2 separate regions of the Arabidopsis thaliana genome follow, and region 2 is linked to region 1. The links are chromatin contacts, called in public targeted proximity ligation maps. All regions are on one chromosome and are shown on one strand. The core of a region is the stretch at or near the end of the contact, and the rest is flanking DNA. Distances in the headings are between cores, read along the strand shown. Region 1 holds the start of AT1G35516 (myb-like transcription factor family protein). Region 2 holds the start of AT1G35560 (TCP family transcription factor).

Region 1 (5,621 bases), core at 3,019-5,518:
TTATGTATTTTTGTTTTCATCGTCCATAAATAAAATAAAATCCTCTTGTTGTCGTGATATTGAGCTTTCTTTCTAATTTATACAATCTACAGATCACATCTACATTCTAAACATTTGAGTATAGTATTTATTTTATGATATTTTGAAAAGGAAATTGTGTAACACGAAGTATATGGTTATTCAATAAATTAAAGATTTTCTTCTACCTATTATTGTACTTGCAAAACCGGATATTTTGGAGACATAAACCAAATGATACTGTTAAATATGTTATATTATTAGTAAATATTTCCTTAAATCTATCACTACAATTGTGTCATCACTCATAACTAGTTAATATATAATGATGGAAAACTAGGGAGTTTCGGCCAATTCATATTCAAATAAAACTACTAAGTCGTAATCATACATAAAATAAAGTATTGTGTGAATAGATACTTCAACTATCATGATTGGAGAAAATTCAAAAATAAAGAAGTAGAGGCAGAAAATGATATAAAAAGTTATCATAGATAGGGTGTAACGGCATCACGAGTATTCATATTTTGGTAAAGAGTTTTTTCTTCATTTCACATGCTTGAATTGTATTTTTTTTTTGGTGAGTGATAGGAGGCAATTGGCCCCTATGTTTTATTCAAATAAATGTAAAGAAATTACAATCGGACAATCATGGGTATCGTGTACCCATTGGTATCTTCCAACAAAACCGGCTTAACAATATCCGGGCAAAGATCAAACGAATGAAAACCAAGCGGTAAAGAAAACGCATAGTTCGCTAAAACATGCTTGAATTGTATTAAAACAGTCAATAATGTAGATTTTTTTTGAGAGATTAAGGAATAAGATACTACTATGTGATTGTTGCACAAAAAAAGATACTATGTGATTTGGAAATTTAAAATGTAACTTATATGAAAAATCAGGAATAGAAGGACAAAATTGATAATGTCAACAAGAAGGAAGGAAGAGAAAAGGAGGGAGGACCAAGTTGTATACTTCTATCTTAAAATATATTTGTTTTGCGAACAGAAAATAATATGAATAATCACTCTTGTAAAAATTATATTGGTTGCATAGATGCGACATATTTGTTTAATAAACGTTTCAGTGTATATATGCAAGAAGATTACAAAAAAAAAATCTATTGTCCAATGCATACAGTAAGTTTTATTGCATTCAAGTAACGAACAAATAAAATCATATTCAAATATACGTCATTGTATAACAAAAAGTATAAAACACACTTGAACATATCGATAATTGTAGTAATGCATTTATACATTTTAAAACAGCATCATCATCTAATTTTAAATATTTTTCTTCATATATTAGTTTATTTTCCAGTAACGTTTTCATAACCATAGATAATATGAGCATTTACCATCTGGCTAAAATTTTCACGGTAAATGTAGCTGTCGAGTAGCCTATTCACCAAGTTTTCTGAAAGATCTAAAACATGGTACTCACTTGCCAAATAAAAGGATAAGACTATTTCGTTTATACTATCAATTTCTTTTATAGTAATATTTCTGATTCATTAAGCAACCATCGACCAGTTCTAGCCCTCAACAGTAGTTCATCTACTACGAAGACATCAATGAGTTAACTACCATCTTAATCAAATGTTTACATCCGTGAAAATACCCCAACGCATATGACCACCCGTCATCCCATATAAATTTGTCTATATTATCTCGTTAGCTAAATTATTAGTGTTATAAAATCCAAGAAAAAAAATTATTATTATTATAAATCCAATAATTTTAGGATCTCACCCGTAATATACCGTCCCTTGAATGATTTTAAATTTATACTACTAATATAGATTTTAAATTTATCATATAAAGTATATGATTTCAAGTTTTTGTGTTTTTTTATTTAAATAAAGCAACGGCTTAAATGATGATAGATTTAGTTCTTTTTCTTGTATGTGTATATGACTTTTGTGTGAATATTTTAATTATTATAAATTAGTATTTTTATTGCTATAGAAAATGTTAATATACATATTTGCTATAAATCGGATTTATGCATATTTTGTGGAATAAAATTCACAGATTTTGTTTTTGAATATATATGGAAAGATTGTAATTTTCTTGTAAATACATGTGGCTTTTCTTGTAAATAAGTCCAAACTACAGAATTTATTTCACAAAATAACTGTAAAAATATATATATGTAAATATCATTATATATGTATACACTGTTATTTTGCGAGTTTTATTTTGCAAATTTGTATTATTCAACTATATTATTAAACGCAATGTTACCAATCAAACCCTAAATAATATCTTTGGTGCACACAACTCCAAAAAGACATAACTTGTTATGAGATTTATTATCATTAAAAGAACCCGTTTAGCAATTCATACAAGGTTCATATGTGATCCCAATTTACAAACACAAACGTCACACGAGCTAGTAACAAGATCCGACCCCGACAAATCGAGTCGGACTGTACCCGAGTGTTAGGTCCAAGTTTAGCTCCTTGTCCAGATGATCATATCTGTAATCACAATCAACACTTAACCGTAAATCCTCGTCCGTAGTCGTACCGCTCGTAGAAGCACAGTTTTCACAAGAAGTCTCCATCTTTAGTTTAACAGAACCGGGAAACGTGGACTTCAAATCTTCATTTCGGGGATGAAACGATGTCGTTTTAGGCTCGATGATCGAACCGTGAGTTTTTGGGTCAATACCACGGTTAAGAAGCTTCCTTTTTATATGAGTGTTCCAATAATTTTTAATCTCATTATCGGTTCTTCCCGGTAATTTCCCAGCAATCAAAGACCATCTGAAAAAAAGACATTCGAAATGTAAGGAACATTGGTTTAAAACTTGGTCATTTGGGTATATTAAACCGGTTATTTATTTGGTTTTGTCAAATTGGATCTGCTTGTATTTTTATTATTTTTTTCTCATAAGTGTTGCACTTTATTTAAAACCTTATGTTGTAAAGATACAACTGTGGAACCTTCCACTTACAAATCTTGACACATATTAAACCTTACAACATTGGATCAACTAAAATATAGTCATCCATATTACATAAAAAACCAACAAGTCTAACTTATAAGCAGAGGCCCATAAAGAAAGCCCAAACCAGGAAACAAAACCTTTAGAGGAAGTAAATTAAAGATTCCCTTCCACCACAAAGCCACGTGTGATGTTAACAAACAAAGTTGAAACACGTTGACTGAAGAAGCCTTAGTTGTCGCCATTCACCACCGTTCTGGTTAGCAACTCAGGGAACTCTAAAACCACCGGAAACCGCCGGAGCTTCAAGAGAAGTCCATTGATTTTTAATTAGAGAATCCACCAAACTTCATTAGCAAATTTGGAAAGGAAAGATCTCCCAAAGGCAATTGATTCCTGAAATCTAAAGAACATCGACGTAGAGTAAGCCGATGGAGCTTTCAGCAACACCTTAAAAAAGAACAAAAAAGCACTCGTCTCCATAGATCAGTTAGAGAAACAGCCACAATTGCAATAGTTTCAACCCATAAGCATAAAAAACCTTAATCCGCATCTTAATTTGTTCTCAAAAAATGAAATCGATAAGCGTGGAAAACAAATTAATCCCTTTAAACAAAGGAGGTTCAAGGAATTATATGCCAGATCTAACAATGAAACGCAAAAGAGCTCAATCAAACTGAATATAAAGAAATCGAGAGAAGAAAACATAAATCTAAACCGGAATCAATCCGGCCAAAAGGTAGACGAAACACCGAAGATAGGCGGTGAAACTCTAGACCTTAGCTAGCCTACCGCCGCTAAAGAAGCCAATGGAAGCCAAACGCAAACCGACCATCGTCGTAAAGAACCGAACAGTGTCAGAAGAACCACGACAATCAAACGTTGCCCTAAACATCGCCGGACAAAAGCCAGACATCCATGCTGGAAAAGCCATAAGATTCTGGACAGAGAACTGGCCAACAAACACTAAAGAAGCTATTGTTGCCGGAAAAAGAAGATCAGATGCTTTCTCTCTCTAAAAGATGCAAATGAGAGAAGAGAGAGAGAAGCCTACAAAACCTTCTTTTCCATTCAAAACGCATAGAATGCTATCTTCTCAATACTGGATCTGCTTGTATATAAACCAAATTGTACATTTATTCATTTTTATAAACTGAAGAGAAAACCATTTGATTAGTTTTCTCCAGTGTTTTCAAACCGGTTGAACCAGTTTGACTGTGAATCGAATAGCTATCCGATTTGAGTTATCACCAAAAACCGGTATTAAAAAGACTCACAACACCCGGTTTAAAATCTGATTAAACCAGTGAACCGGTTCGGACTAATGACCAAAACCCGATTCTTCATTTTTTTTAGTCTTTCACGGTTTAACCATTGGTTTTACTTTTTTACAGTAAAACTGGTTTGTTCATAAATCATAATTAAGAGAAAGGAAATTACTTGTTGCCAAATAAACTATGAAGTTTGACAATGATTTGCTCTTCACCATCAGTGAAATTTCCACGTTTAAGATCAGGACGAAGGTAATTAATCCATCTTAATCTACAACTTTTTCCACAACGCAACAACCCTAAAGAAAAGATAAAATCATCAGATCAAGAAACATAAAAATTTGAAAGAAAAAAAATCAAAACTTTGGAGAAATTTACCAACGGATTTAGGAAGAGAACGCCAAGAGCCTTCACCATGATTACGTATATAATCAATAAGACGTTGATCTTCTTCTTTAGTCCATGCTCCTTTGTTCATGTGAGCCTTTTCACAACATGGTGATCTTCCCATGATGATGGTTACATGTGTGGGTGATGAGACAAGAAGAGTGAGACTAGGATCTAAAGAGAGGTGTTATAAAAAGGAAGTGACTTTGACCAAGTTGGTGTATGTATCTTGTATTTTGTGGGTGAAAAAGATTTGGTAGGTTACCTTCTTTTTCTTTCTTTCCTTAGAGCATGTCCATTAAGGAGTCCTAATAATGGAATCCTTACATTTTTATACTAATAAATTTTGAATTTTTTTGAAATTAAAGTTCTTGTTGAATCCTAAACTTTTTTCTAGTCCATTAGTGAATCCTTAAGTGGGTTTCTTAAAAAAATAAATATGATAAATATTTACTTGACAAAATATGCTAATTTATTTATTTGACAAAGGGTTAAAGCTAATTCGAAGAAAAAAAAGAGCTTGGAAATGTAAAAACTATTCCAATAGTATTATATAACCTCATCATCTTCCTTCGTGAGTTTCCCTGCCAATTGAGAATATAGATGTTGCACTCTTGCAAGCTTCCTCACAGTTTTTGGGGCTTAACAACCACCCTGTCACATATACCCTGCAAAGCAGAAACTGCAGAACATCAAGATTGAACTTACGTTTAACTTTTCTCTTGTATTCTCTCGTACAATAGAGAACTGACTGCAACAGTTTAGCAAATCACATCAGTATGCATATCAGGAAATTTCAATGAAATGGATTCTATAATTGTTCAAAGCACTTTCAAGTAAAAATTGACCTGGTTAGTAAGTCACGCTCTATCTCCATATCACGACCCCTTGAAGCAGCTCTAGGCCTAGTTGCAGCCAAAGCTTCACTACAGACACCTAATCGATTCCTTTGAAAAAGTCTCTCAGGCTGTTTGCAAACATATTTAT
Region 2 (5,309 bases), core at 193-2,692, 39 kb before region 1:
TTCAGGAAAATAAAAAATAAGAGAGATTATATATACAGTTCAAAATATAATTGCATATATATATATATATATATATATAAATTATATAAAATATACTGTTCAAATATAAAGTTTTTTTTATAGTGGTTTGGTTTCACTTTCATTGTTATCTATAATTTAGCTCACGGTGCGTACATGTAACTTACATTAAGAACAGCCAAAAAGCTCAAGCTCGTGTCCAAATTAAGATTCCGAATGGTATAGCTAGCAATATAATATATTATATGGTTTTGGATTGATAAAAACATAAAACCTAATAAAGGAATTTAATTGATATAAAAAATGAAACAATAATACAGTCTAAATATTCAATTATGAATTAAAATATTGCAATAAATCAGTTAATAGGCATTAATACTAATATGATTATACATACATGGTTAATCACTAAGAGCAACGTGAATATCAATAAACTAATTGATTTACTACGCTTGCATAATTATTTTCCTTAAAACTTTTTGATTTCGAATACTTTGTTAACACCCTGATACATGTGCATATAACATAGTAGGCTGAAATTGGACTATTCTTAGACAGTTTTCACATCTAGAATGAGATGTATAGGTTTCGTTGAGAAAAATTGTAGTTGAGATGATTAGTTATATATAACCTATGTCTGTGGGTGCTAATTTGGCAGATGGGAAAAGAATTGAAGCCTTTATATATAGTCTTCAATTATTAGTATCATCGTTAATAAAAACAGTGGTCCTTATCTCTCAACAAGTCTTTCATCAAATTCGGATAACAAAGACAAAATAGAGAATCAAAGAAAGAGACATTTGTGTTATTATCAGTAAATTATTAAAAAAATAAATAATATTAAAACACTATTATATTGGGTGTAAATTGGCTCTATGATTAGTGATTAGTTTTTTTCTTTTCCCCCATAGAACATTCAACGTTTCCCACCCATGCAAAATCCAACCTAAAAGCCAAACTTTATAAGGAAACCAACAAATAGATCCCTACAATCTAAAGATTGCAACAAAAATGCCCCAAAATTATAATCTTAGACAATCCACACCTTTTTCAATCATGTAAAACACTTCCAAACTTTTCATAGTCCATTGCTAAAAATAGTTTTAGTCTCACAAAGTTAGACCAAAATTCAATACATTCGGCGCATAATTATTTTTATACTACAATATAGTAAGTGTGATAATAACCAAACAAAAAAAGGTTAAGTGATCATTTGGTGTGGAAACAGCAAATATTGGTCTCTACTCTCTACTACAAAAACCTAGTGGGACTACAAATGAAAATAAAACACAAAAGAAAAAGAAAGTGAAAGTCTCTCTCTCTTTTCTACAAGCTGCTTCATCTTCTTCCTCTCACTCTCTCTTTCTCCAAACAAGTAAACAACAGTCAACACAAACTCATAGCCCCACCAGAAAAAAAAAATACTCCAAGAATTTATAGGTTATAAGTAAAAATTCAGTACAAGTTTGTTTGTTTGTTTATTCCATTTTCTTGTGTGTTTTTTTCCCCATAATTTATAAATTTTATAAGCAATATGGAGTCCCACAACAACAACCAGAGCAACAACAACACCACTGGTTCGGCCCATCTGGTCCCATCCATGGGACCAATCTCCGGTTCAGTCTCATTAACCACCACTGCTCCAAACTCCACTACCACCACCGTCACCGCCGCTAAAACACCCGCAAAACGACCGTCCAAGGACCGTCACATCAAAGTAGACGGACGTGGCCGGAGGATACGTATGCCGGCTATCTGCGCAGCACGTGTCTTCCAACTAACACGTGAGTTACAACACAAATCGGACGGCGAGACTATAGAGTGGCTGCTCCAACAAGCGGAGCCAGCTATCATCGCAGCCACCGGAACTGGAACCATACCGGCGAATATCTCTACTTTGAACATCTCTCTTCGAAGCAGTGGCTCTACTCTTTCAGCTCCACTGTCTAAATCTTTCCACATGGGAAGAGCGGCTCAAAACGCTGCCGTTTTTGGGTTCCAGCAACAGCTTTATCATCCTCATCATATCACGACAGATTCTTCTTCTTCTTCTCTTCCCAAAACATTCCGTGAAGAAGATCTTTTTAAAGATCCTAATTTTCTAGATCAAGAACCCGGTTCAAGATCACCTAAACCGGGATCCGAAGCTCCTGATCAAGATCCGGGTTCGACCCGGTCAAGAACACAAAATATGATACCGCCGATGTGGGCACTAGCGCCAACGCCAGCCTCCACAAACGGAGGTAGTGCTTTTTGGATGTTACCAGTCGGAGGAGGAGGAGGTCCGGCTAACGTTCAGGATCCATCACAGCACATGTGGGCGTTTAATCCGGGTCATTACCCGGGTCGAATCGGGTCGGTTCAGCTAGGGTCTATGTTAGTGGGAGGTCAACAGTTAGGGTTAGGTGTTGCAGAAAATAACAATTTGGGGCTATTTTCCGGCGGAGGAGGAGACGGTGGTCGGGTTGGTCTCGGAATGAGTCTTGAGCAAAAGCCTCAACATCAAGTGAGTGATCATGCTACTAGAGACCAAAATCCTACTATAGATGGTTCTCCTTGAAAGACTTCATGATTTCTTTGGTTTTTAAAAAGTGTGAATGTGTGATTTATTGCAACTTTTGTTGAGGACTCCAATGTTAATATGGGTTTTAGGGTTGGCTTTTCGGGATTGCCAAATTGTTATTTAAGAAAATGGATTTATTGTTTTGGTTGCATAATAATTAACGAGTTTTGCAACTCTTTTTATTCGATGCAAAAGCATGTCACTTAAAGGAAATATAGTTGAATCTCTATGTGTAACATAATGGACAAAAGAATAAATTAAATATTTATCAGAATGCCTTTTCTCTTTTGTTGAAGGGTATAATTGAATACACCTTCTTTGACCGCTCATATATTTCAAATATTTCGAATTGATTGCAGTTCGTAAAAAGCTAACGAATATAAATAAAAAATTATATGGTGTAGACTGTAGTGATAAACTTTATTGGGTGCATGAGCACCACATGTTTGGATACAAATGGGTTTTTAGATTTATATATTAATTCTCTTTTAAAATTCGTATTTTGTCTATCATACTTTTGTAGTATCTACCAAAAAATTGTCCACTTGTGGAGCAACATGGACACGTCAGAGAGAACTCCTATGCCACAGTAAATTCCAATGTGTTTGAAAAATAGGCTGGACGGGTAATCAGGCGAAATGCCGTTTTTAATGTGACTAGGGGTTAGCCCGGATATATATTTTGATAATTGATATTTTCAAGTTAGTTGATATAGTTTAAAAAAAATATTGGATTTGATTTCGGAAGTGTATATAATAGATGGTTTATTGGGATTTTTATATATTTACTATTTTTAATATATTTAAAATATATTAGAAATAATATGTTATCATGTCAAGAAGAAAGAATATGATTTATTTTACTTGTGATTTATATATCTATCATATATGGGATGTAGAAGCATGCTCCTAACTTAAGCTTTAGCAAGTTACATATTAACATAAGACTTGTTACATAATTCTGACCAATTACAATTGCTAGAATACGTGTATCAGTAATATTTTAGAAAACGTTAACATGCAAATATAAAAATATTACTTATCCTAACTTCTGTCTTTTATTAATTCGTGTATTGACTATTTCATATTTTTTATTTATCTTTCTCTCGTATTACCAATGTCAAAGCGGAGTATTTGGCAAGAAAAATTCGTGTCAAACCGCTACATATTACCTATATAAACAATTTTCCGCAATCTTGGTTCATCTGAACTCTAAATAATATCTGATGACAAAAAATAAAATCACTCTCAACATTCTCTTCGGGAAAAATGTCATGTAATCATTCAACTTTAAAAAAATGGCCATTTTATATAGGAATTTCATAGTAAGCTATTTTAAATATCAACTAAATGTTGACTGCCATATTAAACATGAAATTGCGTTGATCAGACCAATTTTGACATGACGTTAAAATGTGATTACGGAACCACTAAAAGCCGATATCAGTCGTTAACTATTCTGTAGTCATGTGTTTTGGTTATTTGTATTCTTTTTATTTTTTTTTGTCTTAGTTTTGTTGTGCGTTAACGATTGATAACAGTTGTTAGTGGTTATGTTAGTAGATTTTAAAATCATGTTTTTTTTGGCCGGGTCAACATTTAGTTGATGATTAAAATAGCCTTATACGAAATTCATGTTCAAAATAGCCTAAATTTGAAAGTTGGTAATTTGACTAACAGAATTGTTAACGACTGTTAGTGGTTCCGTTATCGGATTTTAATGTCATGTCTATATATATTGGTTAGGTCAATACAATCTCATGTTTAATACAGCAGTCAATGTTTAGTTGATGTTTAAAATAATATACTATAAAAATTCAATATAAAATGACCATTTTTTAAAGTTGGACGATTAAATGATATTTTTTCCATTTCTCTTCTCCTCTATTCTCACAGCGCAGTTCTCAAAGGTGATTTTTTTAATCATCCTTCCGTTGACCTTATACACCATCTCCGACCCTCCTCCTTCGTAGATATGCTCTGCTTCCATGCACATTTTGATGAGGGAGAAGACCCATCTATTAATAATTTCTTATGCATTGTAAACATCGATCTCAAGAAAACATTTTCTCTACGTGGTATCTATGGAACATGCAGCTGATATTAATTATTGGCTGTGATTAAACTCAAAGCTTTTATAAACTCGATGAGAGAGTAGTGATGAAACTCAAACATATTTTATCATGATGCAAGTGGCAAAGAAAGTTGACCTCACGAAGAGATCTCTTTGCATTGATCTGGACATCTGGTGACAAAAATGCATCACCAATGTTCTTTGACACTACCTTTTTACTGCTCTTCAAGTTCATAGCCGGATTTAAAACAACAAACGACCAGTTAGTATAGGCATCTTGCTTAAAGATTGTCCAGTTCTTCATCAACATAATCCATCTTTACACATCAGTTTTCAACATGAAACCTAGCTCTGATAATGGTTCCTCCCTCTTAACACTCAGGAAAGGGAAACACAAAATGAATAAGAGAAAGCAAATTTAATTACTTTAGCTTGAGTTTATAGGTTTTAACCTTCATGACCTGAGTTGAATAAACCACGGTTTCTTGACCTATTTGCTTCCATAATTTCTTCTCCAACACTTCTTTCTTCTCCGGCCGCAACCATGGTTTTTTTTAACATTTTTTACACTTTCGAGATCGGGAACAACGTTTAGGTTTCTTGCACCTTTTTCTAACTGAAATTTATTTAAAACTTTTGGCTTTCTCTATGGTCA

Evidence for each region.
Region 2: a targeted proximity ligation map of shoot shows a contact between it and region 1, with 17 read pairs. A contact is called at or near these places in 4 of 26 Hi-C or Micro-C datasets (callus, root and seedling), 1 of 2 datasets of targeted methods (shoot) and 1 of 3 other capture datasets (seedling).

Annotation. Positions count from the first base shown.
Region 1 is chr1:13,077,063-13,082,683 of TAIR10.1, reverse strand. It overlaps AT1G35516 (myb-like transcription factor family protein), which reads right to left and starts at 4,268. Exons shown (of 2, transcript NM_001333159.1): 1 at 3,769-4,268; 2 at 2,911-3,379. The coding sequence starts at 3,910. The coding sequence ends at 3,303. HOS10 (high response to osmotic stress 10) reads right to left here and starts at 4,794. Exons shown (of 3, transcript NM_179418.2): 1 at 4,626-4,794; 2 at 4,417-4,546; 3 at 2,419-2,794. The coding sequence starts at 4,758. The coding sequence ends at 2,419. It also overlaps the pseudogene AT1G35513.
Region 2 is chr1:13,113,368-13,118,676 of TAIR10.1, reverse strand. It overlaps AT1G35560 (TCP family transcription factor), which reads left to right and starts at 1,442. Exons shown (of 1, transcript NM_103253.2): 1 at 1,442-2,851. The coding sequence starts at 1,553. The coding sequence ends at 2,578.